Regions from separate parts of the Rattus norvegicus genome. Here region 1 is linked to region 2. Evidence: chromatin contacts called from public Hi-C data. All regions are on one chromosome and are shown on one strand. Each heading gives the region's core, a stretch centred on a gene start, on an enhancer-like site or on the middle of the called end of the contact. The rest is flanking DNA. Distances are from core to core; before and after follow the strand shown. Region 1 has its middle 49 kb from the start of Ebf2. Region 2 has its middle 30 kb from the start of Ppp2r2a.

What was found. Hi-C and Micro-C count contacts between places; a contact is called where the count stands out from the background.
Region 1: a contact with region 2 is called in a Hi-C map of frontal cortex, with 2.5 times the contacts expected there. The contact joins two enhancer-like sites.

What each region holds. Positions count from the first base shown.
Region 1 is chr15:45,559,013-45,564,562 of GRCr8, reverse strand. No RefSeq gene overlaps it. Among named protein-coding and RNA genes, the nearest start is that of Ebf2, 49 kb to the left of the region's middle. Within about 2 kb of position 3,127, at least 91 of the 93 cell types and tissues checked have an H3K27ac peak or open chromatin away from gene starts, as enhancers often do.
Region 2 is chr15:45,466,685-45,472,116 of GRCr8, reverse strand. No RefSeq gene overlaps it. Among named protein-coding and RNA genes, the nearest start is that of Ppp2r2a, 30 kb to the right of the region's middle. Within about 2 kb of position 2,691, at least 45 of the 93 cell types and tissues checked have an H3K27ac peak or open chromatin away from gene starts, as enhancers often do.

The DNA.
Region 1 (5,550 bases), core at 1,878-4,377, 92 kb before region 2:
ACTTCCTTCCATTAGGCCCTTCATACTAATCAGCTCACTACTCAGCAGTAATGGCACAGGTTAGGAACCGAGCCTCAACGCAGTGTTTCTCAGACATTGTCTAGATCCAAACTGTAGTTAGTCTACTGCATCCGTTCTCAGAAAGCTTACACAGGCCTTCAGGCGAGCCAGGTCTTTTCCTGTATCCAACAAAGAGTTGAACATTTCTTATAACCTATCGAACATTCTACGGGAATAGAAAAAAAGAAAGAAATGGTTGTGTGGAAAAAGCCATCACACCACTGTAAAGTCAAGAAATGGTGCTTGATTTTAGCAACCAGATTGGAGCTTCTTTGTTTTTCAAGACCCAGTTTCTCTGTGTAGTCCTGGCTGTCCTGAAACTTGCTCTGTAGACCAGGCTGGCCTCAAACTCAGAGATCCACCATCCTCTGCCTCCAGAGTGTTGGGATCACACCACCTGGCGAATTGGAGCTCATTTAAAGACTTGTGGCATCATATACTCTGAAGACTCTGAGGCCAAAGAAGCAGGAATGATAATAAAGAGGTGGCTGGTTAGAAAACAATGTATGTAACATTTCTTGTCTTCTTATGCAGAAAAAAAAATCAATATTTGAGTATTCCCAACCAGATTTCAGTGGGAAGCAAGAAGATAAACGCAGTGTGGTTCCGGATTCCCATGTGTGAAATGCACGGGCATTGAGCTGGATCTGTTATTCCATTGGATGCTGAAAACCCAGCTTTAAGGTCTGGGAGTTTGGTTTAACACAGAGCATGTGCTAAGCATTTGCCAACCCCTGAGTTCATCTGGAGCACTGCAGGGATGAGCCTGCCGTCCTCAGGAGGAGACAGTGCTTAGCAGGCCAACAGCAGAAAACCACTTCAGTGTGTGTGTGTGTGTGTGTGTGTGTGTGTGTGTGTGTGTGTGTGTGTGTGCATGTATACACACATTGTTTGGCTCGCTGCCTTTAATTTGAGCCAGAAAGGTTCTTTTCTCAGGCTGGAGAGATAGCATAGTGGTTAAGAACAAGCACATACAGAGGATCCAAGTTCAATTTTTCAGCATTCACACAACAGATCGCAACAGGGCTCCGTAAAGGAACCAGCAGAAATCCAGATTTAACCCTATTCCAGGTTCTCTCTCTCTCTTTTTCTCTCTCTCTCTCTCCAGCCCCCCTCCCACACATACTTTTTAAACATAAAGTTTCCCTGTCAATTCTTCACAGTGCCTGTGCCTATTGTAAGCCAGGAATGGTAGTAACGGCAGTGCCCAACATTGATGACAAAAATAAAGGCTCTCTGACTGGCTGCACTTCCCAGGCCACAGTAAGCAGAGAGCGGCCAAAAGTCAACGAAGGCAGTAGTTTGAAGGTTTACTGCTTGAGGAATGTGGACTAGCCAGGCAGGTTTCTAGAGACAAGGCAGTATTTGTAGAAAGTGAACAGCATTTCATTCCAAAGATATCCCCCAGGCCTCAGGACTGACCCCACGTCTCCTTCTGTAATAAATGTTTTACAATGTGCCTTTACTAAAGTTAAATCAACATACTAACTACAAGCAATTTTTAGTATAAGAATTAAATAAGACTATACAAAATAGGAGCTGGAGAGGTGGTTCTGTGGTTAAGAGCACTGACTGCTCTTCCAGAGGTCCTGAGTTCAATTCCCAGCAACCACATGGTGGCTCACAGCCATCTGGAATAGGATCCAATGCCCTCTTCTGGTATGTATCTGAAGACAGTGTACTCATATAAATAAAAATAAAGAAATCTTTAAAAATATACAAAATAATACATACTCAGAATGTGAATATTCAGACAGTTATATTACAAAACACCCTATGTCAGACTCAAGCAGCCCTGTTGCTTGAGATAGTTATAAGCGCAGACTGAGGTGTTTATATTTCACTATGACTCAAGCAGCAGGCACGGAGCTGCAGTGGTGGCAACTTTCCTATAAGCTGTCAACAAAAAAAAGGCCAAACACTATCTGCATGCACTCACCTCAAGAACCTAGAACCCACAAGCTCACAGAGACTGAAAGTAGATCAGAGGAAACTGGGCTACAGGGGGCATGATGGGAGTTCCTGATCATTGGCTGCACCATCCCTGTCTGGAGTCATGGAAAAGATTTGGAAGTGAACAGTAACGACGGTTGGGTAACATTCTGAATGCAATTAAAGCAAGCCAGCCACTGATCTCGTTCACTTCGAAATGGCTAAATGGATTTGTTGTAATAAAAGCTTCACCTGGCCACGGTGGTGAATGCAATACCAGTTCTTGTGAAAGGACTGAGGCAGGAGGATTACAAATTTCAGGTCAGCATGGGCCCCATAGCAAGAGACTAAGGGAAGGAAGGAAGGAAGGAAGGAAGGAAGGAAGGAAGGAAGGAAGGACCTTGCCAAAAAAAAAAAAAAACAAAACAAAAAAAAAACAAAACAAAACAAAACTCGTTTGGAAATAAAATGGAGCCGGTTCTAACTCTGGACTATACAAAGTAAGAGTCTGTCACAGAAAAAAAAAGGAGGGGTGGGGATGGTGGGAAGAAATGAAGTAAAGGACGGTGGGAGAGAGAGAAAGGAGGGACTTGCAGAATTTTTGTATGTTTATAAGTAGAATAGAGCTGGTCCTAGCTCTGAAAATTAATGCATGGCATTCACCTACATGATTCACCAGCGGGATATCTGATAACTTCCCAGGACAATTCTTTATGGTCCGGGACTATCCTACAGGATGTCCAGTATGGCGGGTCAGCGCCACTAAATGCAAGTAAGGCTCCCTTTATTACAAAAATGCCCAGGTTCAAGAAAACAGCTCCGCCCCTCTTGAGAGTTAGGAGGCAGGAAGTGAAGAGAGAGAGCCTAGGCGGCGCCTGGGTTCTGGCCAAGGGCGTGCCTGAAGCCCTCGGGGAGCATGGGGGCAGAGGGCTCCGTAAAGGAACCAGCAGAAATCCAGATTTCTGGTAAACGGATCTAGCTGAAGGATAGGGAGTTAAAGGGAAAGGAACGGGTGAACTAGCCGGTGAGGTTTAGTCCAGTTTTTATCCTTAACAGTCTCCAGTTCACGCCTGCAAAGCTCATTGCGTTCCCCTGCCAGACGGTGGAGCTAGAGAGCCTCGTACAGATCCCGGTCCTCTGGGTTCAGGTTTGAGGCAGGGCTGACTCAGCCCTCCACGGATGACACAGCAGGATCGCCGACTGTGACCTGCAAGCAACAGCTTCATTTATCGAATAATTAGCTAATTCTTTTTTTTTTTCATTTAACTTTAACGACCTATGACAGGTGGGGCGGTGGCATTGGAAGGTTCAGACAGCTCAAACAGAAATCAGTAAGATAAGTCAGGACCCTGTCACAGACTCCTAGGCAAGAAATTAAAAATCTCTTGCAATCTTCTAAGTGTCCCTAGGCAGCCTGCCCAGTGGGGCTGCGGCAGTCCCTCCCCTCCTCCTCCCTGCGGTTAGCTGGGACTTCTACTGGAGGAGGAACACAGTCACGCAGTGGCTCCGCCCACCTCCTAGCCAATCACTGCACAGCCCTCTCCCTCCTTCCTAGCACCTGATGGATATCGAAGCATTTAAGCCGGCCATCTCAAGGGTTTAAGAGCTTGGGAACAGTGGCTTCCACAGGACGCTCGAAGGTCCTGGTTGCAGCGTTTGTGATTCTAAAGCTGGCACTGTTAGGAAAATGGGATTGGCTGACAGGCCGGTGGATCTGGGTTGTTTACCTCCCGAGGCTCTGTGCTCACATCGCGGACACACACACACACACACACACACACACACACACACACACACACACGCCGGGACCAAAAGCCTCTAGTGTCACCTTTTCTACCTCTTCGGAGGTGGAGGCAAAAGGCCACCTGATGCCAGTGTCTTTTGGTGAACCATTCAACCGTCCCTTCCAGCACTTGCAGGACTCTGCTTTTCGGAGACCTGGCAGCTGCCAGGCGTCTCCGTGCCATGTATTAGATTCTGGGTGGCAGGAGCCAAGTCTATGCAGTCCATGCAACCTGAGCCCTTTCTGTACTGTAATCAATATGATGGTGAGTCCTCTGCACGAATAACCAGGGAAACTGCACCACCACCACCCATCCACCTCCATATACTTTCACAGCATCTCACTGGATCTGGACCACACCTGGCCAGGCAGGTGCCCTTGTTATGCCCATTTTATAGATAAGGAAATAGAAGCCTCGAGTCACCTGCCTGGAATGCAGCAGAACCACTCTGAGCAAATCCCTTCCAAAGGCAACCTCATTTGGTTCACGGTTTAAGAGGAGGTCAAGCACAGTGGGGAAGACACAGCCCCAGGAAGGTGAGACACCTGGTCATGTGTCCACAGTGAATGTGTTCTTTTTGAAGACACCGATTGAATTTCCAGGAGGAGAACTGATTATCAGGCTCAGAGAACTGAAAGACCAAAGGGGAGCATTAAGTAATGGTAAAAGCATATCTGCAGGGGCAGCTTCTAGGGCATAAGGAGGAGTGAGGGCAAGGGATCGAAGAACTTTGGACTGGGGTGGGGAAGAGTAGAAGCTTGGAGAGTTCCAAAGGGCTGAAAACTAGGCCTTGGAAAAGGGGCTTTATAACTGAATTGTGTCCCCCTAAAAAAAGACAAGCAGATGTCTTTTTAAAAGATACATTTATTTTTATTTCGTGTGTATGAGTGTTTTGCCCGTGTGCATGTGGTCCACATGCATGCAGTGCTTGCACAGGCCAGAAGAGGGCGTGAGAACCCTGGAACTGAAATTAGAAAGTTGTGAATCGCCTTATGTGTGCTGGAATCCAAACCCAGGTCCACATGCTGCAACTGACCCTAGAGTTCAGAGCTTCAGCTAGTCTGGCTACTCGGCTTGCTCTGGGAATTCTCTGTCTCTGCCTTCCATGGCTGATGAGGTTATGGGCAATCACTTTATCCACCGAGCCATCTCCTCAGCCCCATAGTTCAGCTACTTTAAGCCACCAAGCTTCTGGTGCCTTTTCATGGCAGTCAAGAGGACAGTGCCCAGCAGTGCTCCTGTGTCTGGGGGATTCACCATGAGTCTAGATCTGGGAGTATAACAGCTACCATCCACTGTCAGGTACATGGAATTTTTTTTTCTATTTGCATGAAACCCGAAAGACAGCACAGAGAACAGATTGTCCTCGACCTAGTTAGGGTTGTCATGGCTGTGATGAAACACCACAACCAAAAGCAATGAAGGGAGGAAAGGATTTATTTGGCTTAAGCTTCCCCAGCACTGCTCATCATTGAAGGAAGTCCGGGCAGGAAATCAAACAGGGCAGGAACCTGGAGGCAGGAACAAATGCAGAGGCCATGAAGGGGTGCTGCTTACTGGCCTGCTCCTCGTGACTTGCTCAGCCTGCTTTTTTATAGCACTCAGGACTACCATTCCAGGAGTGGCACCACCCACAATGGTTCAGGCCCTCCCCTATCAATCACTAATTAAGAAAATGCCTTCCAGTCTTGCGCACAGCCCGGTCGATCTTACAGAAGCATTTTCTCAGTAGGGGTTCCCTCCTAAGATGACTTTAAGTTGACATAAGACAATC
Region 2 (5,432 bases), core at 1,442-3,941:
GCTAGAGGTGCAACCCAGAGGCCTGAGCATGCTAAGCCAGAACTCTGTCACTTATTTACTGCCCTAGCCTCTATATATCTTGGGAGTTCAAGGATTCTTTTTTGGGGGGATGGAAGGTCCTACTATGTAGGCCTGGCTGGCCTGGAACTCTCCAAGTAAAGCAGACTGCCCTTGAACTCATGAGCAATCTTCCTGCCTCTGTCTCTCGAGTGCTGGGGATTACAGGGTATACCACATGATGCTCTCCTACCATTTCTTAACCACTAAAGACAAAAATAAAATCTAAAAAATAGCTCATAAACTTTCAGAGATAGCCATTTTCAGACTTCCTGAAGTAAGGTTAGAAGTCCAACACGCAAATGAGCTCGTCCTACTGAAAGGACCGGCTAATACAGTGCTGCATACGTTACAACACACTTCCTTCTTTTGGTGACCTTTATTTTTGCATATGTTTATTTTAGTGTGTGTGTGTGGTAATGTGGCCATGTATTGGGGGACCAGAGGACAACCTGCAGGGGTCCATTTACTCCTTGCACCAAGTGGGTCCCCCACATCGAACTTAGGAGCTCAGTCTTGGCAGCACACATCTCTACCCACTGAGCCATCTTGCAAGCACACCACAATCGTATTTTCTTTTTTTTTTTTAAAGTATTTGTTTATTTTTTTAAGATTTATTCATAAGTACACTGTCGCTGCCTTCAGACACACCAGAAGAGGGCCTCGGATCCCATTACAGATGGTTGTGAGCCACCATGTGGTTGCTGGGATTAAGAACAAGTACTCTTAACCACTGAGCCATCCATCCAGGCCCTGAATGGAGATATTTTGTCTTGCTCTGAGATAAGATCTTTTTTTTTTATTCATTTATTATATATAAGTACACTGTAGCTGTCTTCAGACACACCAGAAGAGGGCATCAGATCTCATTACAGATGGTTGTGAGCCACCATGTGGTTGCTGGGATTTGAACTCAGGACCTCTGGAAGAGCAGTTGGTGCTCTTAACCGCTGAGCCATCTCTCCAGCCCACAATCGTATTTTCAAGGTTGGATTTTTTTTAATTTATTTTTGAGACAAAGTCTCCCTATATCGATCCGATTGGCCTGGAACTCTCTTTTCAGACCAACCTGGCCTCGAGCTCGTAGAGATCTACCTGCTTTTGCCTCCCAAGCACTGATATTAAAATTATACATACCATACATTAGTCTCTATCTCAAAAATAAGGGCAGGTTAAAAAGATAAAATAAATATATAATTATCTTCTTATCACCTGTCTTTGTTCCCAGGGCAGTCTCTGTGCATTTGTAAGCACCAAGTATCTTAAAATCTGTTCTACTTCTGTGTCAACAGGAGAGAAAATCTGCTTAAATCAGGACTCCCAGGTGTCTAAAGCTTACTCCTGCCTCCCTGACTCTGTCTTAAGAGTTCTTGAGAAGCACATACTCTTTCTGGGCAAGAGAACAACAGCCCTACTTTGATACTTTAATCTCCTACCAACCCCACCCCTACTGGGAATACCCTCCTCCCATAAAACTTGATGACAACAGGCTATCTTGGTATACTCCTGGAAGGCGGTGGTAAGCAGGCAGTTACCAGAAGCCTGGCCCTCCGCAGAACAATCAGACTTACCAGAGTGGAAAACTGCCTCTCACAGATTTCCTCTGGGGGTTAAGTTTTGCCTTTTATGCCCAGAGTGATCAAAATTCTGTATAGACTCGCACGTCACAGCATGTGTGTAGAGGCCAGCAGACAGGTTGCAAGAGCCACTGTGCTAGTTTTATTCTGTAGGTCCTCCTAGGTTTTGACCTCTGGTCATCAGACTTGGCACCATGTGTCTTTACCTGCTCAACCATGTCAGCAGCCCCACGTTTTATTTCTGGTTGGTTTTTTCCAGTTAATTTTTTTGGTCCTCCTCACCAAGATATTCCTAATGTCACAGGTATCTGAGACTGTGACAGGCAATCAACTGTAGACTAATTCTAGGCAATGAGTAATCTCTAAGACTCGGTGGCTTCCCTCCCCAGCTGTGGGCTCTTAAATGCTACCCTGAAAAAACAAAGTCTTATTTCTCTGGGAAAGACAAAATTCTCTTGCAATTTATCCCTACCCAGAACACGCTGACATAGAAGTGATAACAGTTAAATTTAGAAAGTTCCTTCTCAAACCAAAGAATGCTCAAGCTGAGAGTAAAAGCAGAGCTCGTGCTGGCCCGCTCCTTCATTCCACAGCAAAGGAAATAGAGGCCTGGCTTGGTCAGCTGGGCTGTCAAAGGCCACATGGGAAAACAAGCTGCTTTCTTCACAACTGGCTAGAAAGTGTCTACGATGTGTCCAGCACGTCCTGCACCAGGGTGTCAGTGAGAAAGGGTTCCAGCTAGGATGTGAGCCAGGCTAGAATTCAAGCTCTGGGCTGTCCCTCCCCCTCTATGCAAGGGTATAAAGGCGCTCTCTCTCTCTCTCTCTCTCTCTCTCTCTCTCTCTCTCTCTCCTTCTCCCTCTCTCTCTCTTCCCCACCCCCCTCTGCAAGACCTCTGGCCTAGTCTCCTTGGAGAATCCTTGGAGAATTAACATTCAGACTGAGAAAAATGAGAGAATTCTCTGGAAAGAGCCTCATTTAACCTTGGTTCCTTGTGAAGGGCGTGAGTGGAAGGGCATTTGGGGAAGAGCCAAGGACGTGACTGTGTCCTTACTCACAGAGGTGATGCCACTGCCCCTAGCCTATGGGGACATGGGTCTTTAACTATGCAGACAGTCCTCCCGTGATCTTGTACCAACCTGAGAATCAAGAGGATGCCTAGGGCCTGGACACTGTGGCCACCGAACAATAATACCATGCAAGCCCAGAAGGACTTGGCCAGGCCGCTGAAGGGTCCCACTGAGATTTTGTTGCTGCAGGAGCAAGCTCAAGGATTGAAGCATCAAAGCAACACTGACTTCAGGTAGTCAGACTCGGGGCCAAGTTCCTTTACCCCCACAGCAACCTCTCCTGCCTCGATTTTTGGGTTTTGTAAATAGGGTCTCATGTATCCCAGGTCTCAAACTTACTATGGAACTAAAAATGACCTTGAACTCCTGATCTGCTCCGTCTCCCTCCTGGCGGCTGTGCTTATCTGCATGCACCACCATTCCCAGTTTCTGTATTTATTTTAGCTACATGATTTCACAGGAACAGTGTGAAGTAAAATGACATGAGTCACAAAAGCCTTTCTGGAGGAGAAATCCCAGAATACCAGCACTGACAGGGGAAACAAAAACCTCAAAACCATGTAGCTATGCCAGCTGGGAGCGACTACCCATGCCTGTAATCCACAGCACAAAGGATGTTGAAGCAGGAAGATCAGAAGTTCATGTCCAGCTTCAACTAAATAATAACTCTGAGGCCAGCCTGGGCTACATAAACACCCCATCTTAAAGGGGGTAAAATAAATATTAAAGGAGGCAAGGCTTTTCGGCAATACTTTCCCCTGATTTCAGTTAGTATGTATGTGAAATGACCCTCTTAAATTCCCACAAAGGAACCTCGAATTACATATAAAATATAGAATTTTGTGTACAAAGGCTGAAAGAAACATTTCTACAGATCTTGAAGAGGACCCATTCTTTCCAACCACTGTGTGATTACCTGGGATTGAACTCTAGTCATAAGGCATGGTGGCAAGCGTCTTTACCTACTGAGCCATCCCACCAGCACGCTTGTTAACATTTCACCACCACTGAGCGTTTCCGAGCATCTTCTTTCCTCTTCAAACCTTTCCCCACCACCACCATGTAAATAAAATCCTTCTGGTTCATTTACCCTTCGAAAGCCCTCCTCCATTTTGGTCTTGTGGTGGTGAGACAGAAGCCTGTGGTTATACACACTGGCCATCTCAGCACCTAGGAGGTGAGGAGGCAGAAGGATAGAGTGTGAGAGCAGCCTGGGCTACCTAGGGATAAGGCAGCCCGAGTTACACACCAACATCTAAGAAATATAAAATAAAAATAAAACAAGATGTCCAGAAGGGTGACTCGGTGAGTCAAGACACCCGTTGGCAAACCTGACTCTAACGCCTGGGACCTACCTGGTGGCAAGAGAGAACTGACTTTTGCAAGTCATCCTCTGATCTCTGCAGTATGTGCACATAAATGCACACACACACACACACACACACACACACACACACACTCATGAACTCACACACTCACACACATACTATATATATATATACACAATAAAAATTGAATAAATAAATAAATAAAATGCAACAAGATTAAAATAAAAACAATGGGAGTGTGTCCAAAACCTTGCCTATTGTATATCAAACCCTGAGTTCCATCCCTAGCATGAAAAAAATTTTTTTCAAAAGCCAACCAGAGCCTCAGACTAAATGTGTTGAAAATCTTGTTTAATATACAGTTTGACTTTCAAAATAACTTTATGCCCATACTGTTAATCTTCAGCATGGCAAAGTAATCATGAGCTTTTTATAATTAAGGTATCAGTGGGGCATTGGATTTAAAAAATAATAATAATAAAATTTAAAAAAATACTAAAACCCAGGTTTTTTTAAAATATTGTGAAAAATTCCAGGCATTAGCAAAATATTATAATGGGCCCTCATTTTCCCACTCATACTATTTTATCCAGTTTAAGGTGCCTTGATATACGTTGAAATACACAGGTTTTTTGTTTTCCCCCTTTCTCTCTGTTCATTGTTGTTACCTCTCTTGGTACTAGGGACTGAACCCTGGGCCTCACTCAAGCTGGGTAAAGCTCTGTACAACTGAACTACACCCCAACTGCCTTTTTTCTTTTTTAATCTTTTTACTCTTTTTAAATTTCTACCTTTCTATCTTTGTAGCAGAAGTCTGGCCCCATGACCTCCGGAACAAAAAGGCCGCTGACAGAGCTGTTCCTCCTCCCTTATCTGAATCAACCTACCTCCCTGCCCCCATCCCCAGGGTCAGGGTCTGCTGGCAGAGCAGATGAGAGATCAATGCCAGATGGCTGTGATGCTGCTGGCCCACAAAGCACATCCTTGCATGCCAACCTTGGGGCCAGCTCCAGTCCACTTCCAGCCAGTTCTGCCACCTCCCCATGTACGCTCACTACTCTGAGCTGGATCACTAGGCCATCCTATGCGCATTAAATATTTTTTCATGTAGTCCTACTAAGTGCCAGGCAGCTGCCCACACTTGGTCTCTCACCTCGGGAGATCTATCCTTAAAAGGCTCCCACTTCCCTTCCTAAGCTGGGGGGAGGAGGGGGCAAGTAAGCTCGCCTCCCATCTCGTGGCTGGAGATGAATCAGCACAAAAGGAAATTGTCCTTGCCCAAGCTCTTCTGATCCCCTGGGCTGGGTGTGTGTGGTATCGGGTGAGCGATGGGAAGGGAGTTGGTATCTTCTCTGGAACCACTCTGAGAGGCGAACAATGCCATGCATGCTGACTGGCCT